3 separate regions of the Gossypium hirsutum genome follow, and all the other regions are linked to region 2. The links are chromatin contacts, called in public Hi-C maps. All regions are on one chromosome and are shown on one strand. Each heading gives the region's core, a stretch centred on a gene start, on an enhancer-like site or on the middle of the called end of the contact. The rest is flanking DNA. Distances are from core to core; before and after follow the strand shown. Region 1 holds the start of LOC121211334. Region 2 holds the start of LOC107926744 (succinate dehydrogenase [ubiquinone] flavoprotein subunit, mitochondrial). Region 3 holds the start of LOC107926769 (AP-3 complex subunit sigma).

Region 1 (3,093 bases), core at 405-2,904, 400 kb before region 2:
ATTAAATTATTTCCCTCACTCCTTGTAGATGCCGAATGCTCATCTACACTATCAATGACCTTATCCAGGCCACTAGAAAGGGCTCCATCGGTCCTTAAAAAACCAGCCTGTCCAGGCCCTTTCGCACATGGCCCATCATGCTTCTCCATCGACAGCCCACTGCCCTTGGAATCCCCCTTTAAAACTTGCGATGTACCTGTAGGCAGAAGAAAGAAATTAAAATTAAAAAAGGGAAAATTTTTAATCAGGTCCTTGTCTTTTTGGGGAAACATATCTGACTCCACAGGCCTTTTCCCCAAAGACTTAGAATTAGGGCCCCCTTCACTCTGGCCCGTCACAACATTTCCTGGCCTGGTGGAAACGAAGCCCAAAGCAGACCCAACTGAAGGCATAAAGCCTACTCTATTCCCATGGGTCACCTCTCCAACCTGACCCAAAAGACTCTTAGAACTAGCCCTACCCGAACCCCCTTTAGAAATAACCCTATCTTCACCACTACTCCTTTCACCAGCAGCACAAACAGTGCCTTCCTTCTCCAAAATTTCCCCAGCAGCTCCACTAATTTCGCCACCTAAATCAGCTTCCACATTTAAAGGCAAAAATCTAGAACCCAACGTTCCCTTTCCCAAATTTATTCCTTCGTTAAACCGAGAACCCCGTTGACCATGCTGGGATTTTCTCTCCACCAACATCCATGGCCCATAATCACTTTCCTTCCCTTACCACCTCCACCGTCATCACCACCAATAGATGCTGTCGTCGCAGCCACAGGGCTCCCCGGGCTCAGATTCACCCCCACCGATGGACACAACTCCTTTGTATGTCCATATTGTCCGCAACTAAAGCACACCGTCGGGAGGGCTCGTATTCAACCTTTTGCACAGCGCCATCAACCAAAACATGAGATATCAGATGTTTTTCAAGATTGATAAGCACAACCAATCGAGCAAACTTTCCTCTAGTTCTGTTATCCGTTTGTACATCCAGCTTGACCACTTTTCCAATTAACCCTCTAATAGCTTCAATGATGTGTTTTTTGTATAAGTAGCCCGGAAGCCCCGGTAAACGAATCCAAGCCATCACCACACTGGGGTATGGTTGTGCTGGGTTAAAAGACTTTGTCTATGGTTGTACCATAAGGTACTGACCAAAAATGATCCATGGACCCTGTATTAAGACCTTGTTATAATCAACAATGTCCTGAAACTTAACCAAGAAATACCCATTAGTAATATCCATTAGATAAAAAGTTTTCACATGTTTCCATAGATTAGTGATACGATTATGAAGCGCATTATATCCGATGTTACGCCCTAATAATTTGAGAATCACCGTCAACTCCATCTACTTAAATAGCAAGTCTTTGATTCGCTCTGAGAAGTCGATTGCAGGGATCCTATTAACTATGGACTTGTTAACATCCCCATCCATTAACTCAAAATCACTCTCATTCTTATCTAAGTTTCCTTCAAGATTTCCATCAAGAAAGGCAACACCTCCCCCCAAAAGTTTGTCTTTAAAAGACAAAATCGGCTGTTGGTCGGAATCAACTGCCATGTTGCTTATTTCTCCATCAACCGCTTCCTTGAATCTTACTTTTTTTGTATTTCGATCACCACCAGAATGAGATTCACTCTCAATACCATTGCCAGAAATCTCTGTCTCCATTCTCTGCAGATTCTTTTAAAATTTAATTTTTAAATAAACAAGTAAAGCTCTAAAAATAAAAGCAGGAAGATTAAATAAAGAGTGCAAAGATTGTGTATAATTAGACCAAATAGAAAAAATACAAAGAATTTGCGTAAGATTCGAGAGTCGCATCTAACTAAACTTCAGTTCATATAACATGAAAAAGAAAACCACTTTTGTTTTTGGTTAGTGCATAAATTGCCTCTTAAAATATACTAATAAAGTTTATTTTGTTATATGGTTTTTCTCAAAGTATTAACACTCTTAAAAAAACAACAGCCTCCTATCCTACCAATTAAAACCTGCCACTTCTCTCTCCTCACTTTTAATTATTATTATTATTTTTAAAATTTAATTTTTATGGAAAGCTTTAGTGTATCATCAAGATTTCTAAAATTATTCGTAACTCTTCTCTAATTCTTAAATAAAAAAAATATATTTTAACACATTCAAATTTATATCTTTTTGTATTAACAAAAAAGTTAATGCCAACTGAAAATAAACTTTTAAGTCTTGAACTGTTGTGTAAATTTCTTTATGTACTAATTTGAGAAAATCTGTATACTTCAGGGGCAATTTGTGCATTAAGTTTGTTTGTTTGTTTGTTTTTGGCATATATAAGGTAACACGTAGTTCTATATTACATTACATCAGGGAAATCAGTGAAAAAAACAGTGCTGAAATTAATTGAACTCTCTCAAATCTCCTAAAGTGAAAGTGAATCACTTGCAAAAGAAAAATGAAGATACGACCTACTACCATTTAAGCATCCACAGCATCGTCATCGTGAAACGTTTCAGTCATTGCTGCATGATCTTGACCGTCAATGAGGGGTGGGGTTTCTTTTCTGTTTCTTCTTCTTCTTCCTTTTTTTTCCTTCTATTTTCTTCTTATCTTGTAAGGTCATGGACATTGAGTCTCCAAGAAAGGAAGGGAATGCCAGTAGCAGAATCTCGATCAGTATCTTCAATGAACCTGAATCCATTGACAGGTGAGAAACATGGAATTTTCTGGCTTTGCGAGTGATGAACCCGTGAATTGTTCTTGTTCTGGTGGTGATGATAGCCAAGATGTTGTAATTGCTCCAACATTGAACCTGTTGCACCTGATGACTTGATTGCATTTGTTGCTCTTCTTTCTTCTTTTCTGAATCGAATTCCACAGGCATTGCAAAGTGACTGCAACTAAACAATAATTTCAAAAAAAAAAAAAACAAAACAAAAGAAAAGAAAAAAGAACCAACTATACTTGTTTACAAAGATAGAATTGTTAATTTGTGATGTCTATTACCTTTGGGCCTCTTGGACCATTCCTCCAAAGCGGTGTAGAAGTGGTGTCACAGTTAGCACATCGGCGAGCTAAGAGAGGATCATTGCCTTTCCCTGAGCTGTTACTACTGCTATT
Region 2 (2,842 bases), core at 218-2,717:
AATATGGAAAGTGTAAGAGTGGCAATTTATGATATTTGAAGAAGTTTTAAAAAATTCATATTTGAGGTAGTAAAAATTATTTTGGTGAACTTCACGTTTGTGCAGTCTCTCTTCTTCTTCTTCTTCTTCTTCTTCTTCTTTTTTTTCTTTTGAACATGTTTGTTCGGTCTTAGTTGGACAAGGAGAACATCAGTTATTGTGCAACACAGACATCTGTGATAAGAAAGGGAACAATAGCAAAGAGACAAGTACTATGTACAGAAACCACTAAACTGTAGAACCAATATGCCCATAAAATCAAGAATGATGAATCCCATTTATCTATAGCCACTGTAACACAAGCATGCCCTGAATAATAGAAACAGCATAACTCATAATCATGAACACCATATAGTCTAAAAACCTGAGCCGCAACAGTATGTGAACGAGTTGGGAAAAGCTTAGTTATGCAAGCAGTATTAAATCCATGCTCTGAAAGACCAATGGCTGCTCTCAGCCCCGCACCACCAGCACCAACCACAACTGCATCATACGTATGATCCACTATTGTATAAGGGGACCCCTGCAATGATCGCAAATGTCCATCACCAAAATACTTCTGGTTCAGTTTTTTTTTCTTTTAATAAATATATAAATTCTATAAAACATTCCCAACCAATCAGAAGAAAGAAAAAGATAATACTTAGCAAAAAATCGAAAATATATGCATTTTACATAACATCAGCTAAAGTAATCAACATGGGCAGAAAACGGAACTTATCCCATTAGAAAAAGATGTTAACTAAGATCAAGTTCCAGATGGTATTTGTTTCTACTGTATATTAGGGAAGTCAACTGAATCGAGCTAAAATTAAAGATGATTTAAGAAAATAATGCGTAGATTCTATGGATTCTTTTCCTTGGACAACTTTCTCAGCAGCCAAACAGTACAAACACTAAAACGATTCAAATTACATATAGGTAAAACTAATCAGAATCTACCCGAAAAAAACCCAGCAATCGTTGGGAAAACGAGAATATAAAAACAAAGCAGGAATTGATTTTGAAAGCAGAAAAGAAACAGAAATTAAAAGCGGAACAAAGAGCTCAAAAACCCTAGAAAAGAAAGAAGCATACAGCATGAGTGGAGAAGAAACTGGAAATGTTAGATCTAAGAGAGTTAGCGGCAACTGATCTGTTGGAATATGGAACTCGAAGGCTACGAGAAACGCAGCGCCACATCTCCGCCTACTTTGTTGGATGCTTTTTTCCCTTTTGCGAGTTGTGGATATTGGAAGGCGTGTGGTTAATTTTGTTTATGTATATATATATTTGCTGAGAATAGTTACTGCCTGGAGGAGGGAAGAGAGCAAAAATGATGGCGGCGTAGTTGGAAAGGGTATAATAGCTCATTTGACGCAGTATGCCGTTACACTTACCCTTTGTTTTTCAAGATAACTACCGTAATGCCATTTCTTTTGCATTCTATGAATTTTTTTGAGGAATTATAATTAGTTTTTAATGTATTTTTATCTTAATCTTTTTTGTTTTATTATAATTATATTTAAAAAATAAATTTTAATTATTTAATTAAATTATTGAATTCTTTTAGTAATCTTAAATTTTATATTAACGTATAAATATATTTATACAAATGTAATTAAAATATATTTATATAATATTATATATAAAAAATTATTTAAAAACAAAACAAAAACAATATATCCATGAAAAGTAAAAGTATCACGAGATCTAGCGTCAAACTATGAAACCAATTTTTATTGGGGGAGGGGAACATTTTAATTTTTGAAATATGCCAAATTTTATATCAAATTTATATATTTTTATCTCAACAGTTTTTTAATTTAGTAGCAATATAATAAATTAAGTTTGATCTAAAGTAATTTTATTTTTTTCCCACTAATTATAGAAAAATCATATGTTCTTATAATTAATTTTAAATAAATGTTATACTATAACAGTATAAGGTTATAAAAAAAAGCCATGCTCACATTAACTTTTTTTGACACATAACATTCTTCATTTGAAGCACTTATTTACAATTTGGATAAATTACTCTTTTGCTTCATGCCTTCTAATTTTTTCTAAGTTATTTTATGCCTTTTGTTTAATTCTTTTCTTTATAATTTTATATATGTTAAATATAAAGTTAATTTTAAATAAATTATCTCATTATTTTAAGATTTTACTTGATTGAATTAACCTTTAATGTTATAATATTAAAATTAATGAATATCAAATTGTTAAGCTCAGAATATAGTTAAAAAAAAGTCACATATTAATAATATTTATCAGATTAAATTTATATTTCTTTTTATAATATAATAAGATTTAATTACATTCCTTGATTAAATAGAGCAAAGAAAAATATAAAATTAAAATAAATCAAATATTGACAATTTTAACATTAAAACAAATTAATTTAACAATATATATAATAAATAACCAATAAGAATTTATTAATAATATTATTTAAATTTTAATGTATTAATATTAATATTTAAATTATGATAATTTTTTTGTATTATTTTTAAAATTGAATATTTTGTAATTATATTATGTTTTTAATTAATTAATATTTTTTGAAGAAATCTATTAAAAATTAAACAAAAATTAATATTATAAAATTATAAAATTTAATATATACAAGCTATGAGATGAAATAATATTCGCACCCTAATTTTATGATGTTAAACCATTTACGATGAAACATTTTATGTTGATAAATTATTCCTTTTATGCAAGTCGGTATCAATTACGGGTGCTCTTCATGGACTGCAAAAACTTTAATTTAAGAATGTTATTAGAAATCATTTCTCAAATTAAATTAATTAGCAAACGA
Region 3 (3,134 bases), core at 617-3,116, 300 kb before region 2:
TGGTAAGTAGATATATGAGTATAAATTCGGGGAAAATTTACGGATTTGGGTTTCGAGTTTTATAACTCGAGATATGAATTATTTAGCAACTATGACGCAGTTGGACAGCTTGTCTGAAAAGTATGATATAAATTATCTAAATTTGGTTAAGTGCTCAAATAAGTTTAGTAGTGCCTTGTGCTCGACTCCGGCAACGGTCTCGGGTAAGGGGCGTTACACGCAATCTTGCTTGATTTCGAATGTTTGGCCCACGAACAACTCCTCATGTTCAGAATCTATGGCCAACCGCTGAACAGGTAGTATATCAGGATACTCCGGGAACTTGGCTACATGCGCCGCATCGGGGTTTATTAGCAGCCTGTGTGCCCCAAAATCATTGTGTATCACAATGCGTCGAATCAGGTTCCAGACTGAAGACGCGTTAACATTTCTATCATCATTCGTGCCTTCATCGTCGATATCATCCGAGACCTCGTCTATATTAGGATCACCATCACAATCGACCTTGTGATCAAAAGGATCACTACTATCATATCCATCATCAACATCCGCATCAGTCTCAGGTGCAGCATTAAGATCGACGCCAAACCCGCGTACAATTGATTGACTATCAACGTATGATATCAGAACCACTATACACGGATCTTGAACTCCATGTTCTTCACGTAATGGAGTGAGATCTTCAGCTGACTCCACATCAACTAACTCAACAAATAACTGAATTGGTGCATTTTGGTGTCTCTGATTCCCACAAAAAAGTGACCATTGTCTCCACGTGTTCATCGTCTACAAGTTCTATCTCGGTGAATTTGATGAAATCTATCGAAACTGAAAACTTGTAGAAAAGTTTCGAGATCCTTCTCCCACGTCGTCTAACAATTTTTGCACTAATCATTTCCTTCATATCATCAACCTAGACATTTCTATTAAATCTCATTGCTATTTGTTGGCAACATTCAATTATACATCCAACTATTGTTGTCAAATTACTCCATTGAAATAAACACATACGAAAAATTGATTATCCATATTCAATATTAGATTTGTTAAAAAAGAAATAAAAATTCTCAATACAATTTCAAGCAAAATAATTAGTGTAATGTAAAAAATGAATTTCATATATACTAACCTTGTGAATTCTTCTTTGTCTATTTACTCTTCTTCTACAGAGTTTTTTTTACTGTATTTGAATTCTCAAATTTTTTTTCCCAAACACTGCTTAAATAATGGCCGGGAACTGATGTCGCCTACAAGATTGGCACCAGTAGTGCCGCCTACAAAATTGGCACCACTGGTGCCACTTATAACATGGGCACCACCCTTGGTGCAGCTTTTCCCATAGGCACCACCACCCAAACCTGTCCTAAACTCGTATTTAAACCTTGTATTGGAATTATATGGGAAAAAATACTTTGGTGTCGCGTATCAACAAGGTTGCACCATTAAAAAATTATTTTTTTAGTTAAAAACGATGTGCGTCAGAAAATAAGGGTGGTGCCGCCTATGCAACACTCTCTACCACCATTGATATACCATTTTTGTAAATAACTAAGTTGGTATACCATTTTCAAATTTTTTAATTTTTTAATATTTTTAAATAAAAAAGTCCAATTAAAAATTTAAATTAATTTAAATTATTTTTCAAAAAATCAAATCTTAAAAATTCTTTTTCATTTTCATTTTCATTTTCTTATAGTGAAAAACAATTTTCCTTATTTTTTAGAAAATATAAAATTTAGGGAATAAAATATCATCATATTAATTAAAATGGGGTCGCCTCTAATTACGGACGGGATAAGAAAATAAATTCAAAAATGTCAGTCACCAAATTATAATTATTTTTAATTAAATAATCAAAACTAAAATCTACCCATAATTGAGTGACTACCTTTTCCCTTCCGTTTACATTATATACTCAGATGCGAACATATTTAACGAATCCAGATTACTGTTTGGTTAGAGTGAGCGAAAGGAGCGAAGATGATAAAAGCTGTCATGGTGATGAACACTCAAGGCAAGTCACGACTGGCAAAATTTTATGAGTATCTGGTAAGTTTCTCTCCACTTTTCATTTTCGAAGTCCGCAATCTTGCATACCGATTCAAATTCCTTCTCAATAATCGACGTGGCCCCGGATTTGGTTGAAATCAGTCAGTGGAGAAGCAGCAGGAGCTTATTCGCGGCGTCTTTTCAGGTTCCTTTCTCTCGATTTGTTCTTAGTTTAGCTTGCGATTGGTTTGAATTGCCCTCTCTGGATCGCTTGAAACTCGTTTTCATTTTTTTTTGTGATCTTGTTTGGTATTCCATCTAATCGATCATGCTTGAATTCCTACTTATAGATATCTTTTTTTATGTCGTTTTCTTTTGTTTTCCCTTCAGTTTTGATTTTGATTTTTTTTAACAGTCTTATGCAGTAGAGCTGAGAACGTAAGCAATTTCATAGATGCGGAATCAATTTTTGGTCTGGTAATTTCTTTTATTTTCCTAACTTTCTCTCGTTCTTGTAAGAGTTGTTTCCAATTGATTTTCACTTATGTTCTCGTGATTTGAACTTTTATTTGAGCCTTGTTAATAACTTCCAGAGCTTTATTACGACTCTGCTTTAGAACTTTATTAATTGTTACATAATTCTCACTTGCAGGATAGTCGTCTTGTATACAAGCATTTTGCTACACTTTACTTTGTCTTTGTATTTGATAGTTCTGAAAACGAGCTAGCCGTGCTTGACTTGATACAAGGTATCTTTCCATTTTTTTTCTTTTAGGGCTTACCTTTCAAACCAGGATTTCTATTTACTCAATATTTGGAGATTTCTGAATACTTAAATCTTGTATTATGGATAAGAAAACCTTTTCTGCAAAGCTGACTAGATCCGCTTTTATGGTCTTTGTGATTATTTATGGTTGAGTTCATTTCGGATACACCTTTTATGAAATAGATTTTACTTTTTGAGCATTTAGCGAAAACTGGAAAATAAAATTGATTTTCAGGTGTGCTGGAATCAGTGATCACTGTTGTTTTGCCTCCCAAGTCCCAACTTAGTTAAGTTTACCTCAGGTTTCTTTTAAGTGGAAAGCTCGATAGCATCAGTATGCTTTCTAGATGCTACCTGTATATAACCATCTTTTTTGCAT

Evidence for each region. Hi-C and Micro-C count contacts between places; a contact is called where the count stands out from the background.
Region 1: a contact with region 2 is called in a Hi-C map of hypocotyl, with 5 times the contacts expected there. The contact joins the promoter of LOC121211334 here to the promoter of LOC107926744 in region 2. A contact is called at or near these places in 12 of 34 Hi-C or Micro-C datasets (callus, hypocotyl, leaf and 1 more).
Region 3: a Hi-C map of leaf shows a contact between it and region 2, with 3 times the contacts expected there. The contact joins the promoter of LOC107926769 here to the promoter of LOC107926744 in region 2. A contact is called at or near these places in 15 of 34 Hi-C or Micro-C datasets (anther, callus, cotyledon and 4 more).

The regions. Positions count from the first base shown.
Region 1 is chrA12:15,473,186-15,476,278 of Gossypium_hirsutum_v2.1, forward strand. LOC121211334 reads right to left here and starts at 1,655. Exons shown (of 2, transcript XR_005906650.1): 1 at 1-1,655. LOC107939028 (GATA transcription factor 18) reads right to left here. Exons shown (of 2, transcript XM_016872322.2): 1 at 2,980-3,093; 2 at 2,308-2,867. The coding sequence ends at 2,580.
Region 2 is chrA12:15,873,505-15,876,346 of Gossypium_hirsutum_v2.1, forward strand. LOC107926744 (succinate dehydrogenase [ubiquinone] flavoprotein subunit, mitochondrial) reads right to left here and starts at 1,468. Exons shown (of 16, transcript XM_016857666.2): 1 at 1,117-1,468; 2 at 404-562. The coding sequence starts at 1,221.
Region 3 is chrA12:15,574,943-15,578,076 of Gossypium_hirsutum_v2.1, forward strand. LOC107926769 (AP-3 complex subunit sigma) reads left to right here and starts at 1,867. Exons shown (of 7, transcript XM_016857699.2): 1 at 1,867-2,049; 2 at 2,152-2,194; 3 at 2,405-2,466; 4 at 2,642-2,738. The coding sequence starts at 1,981.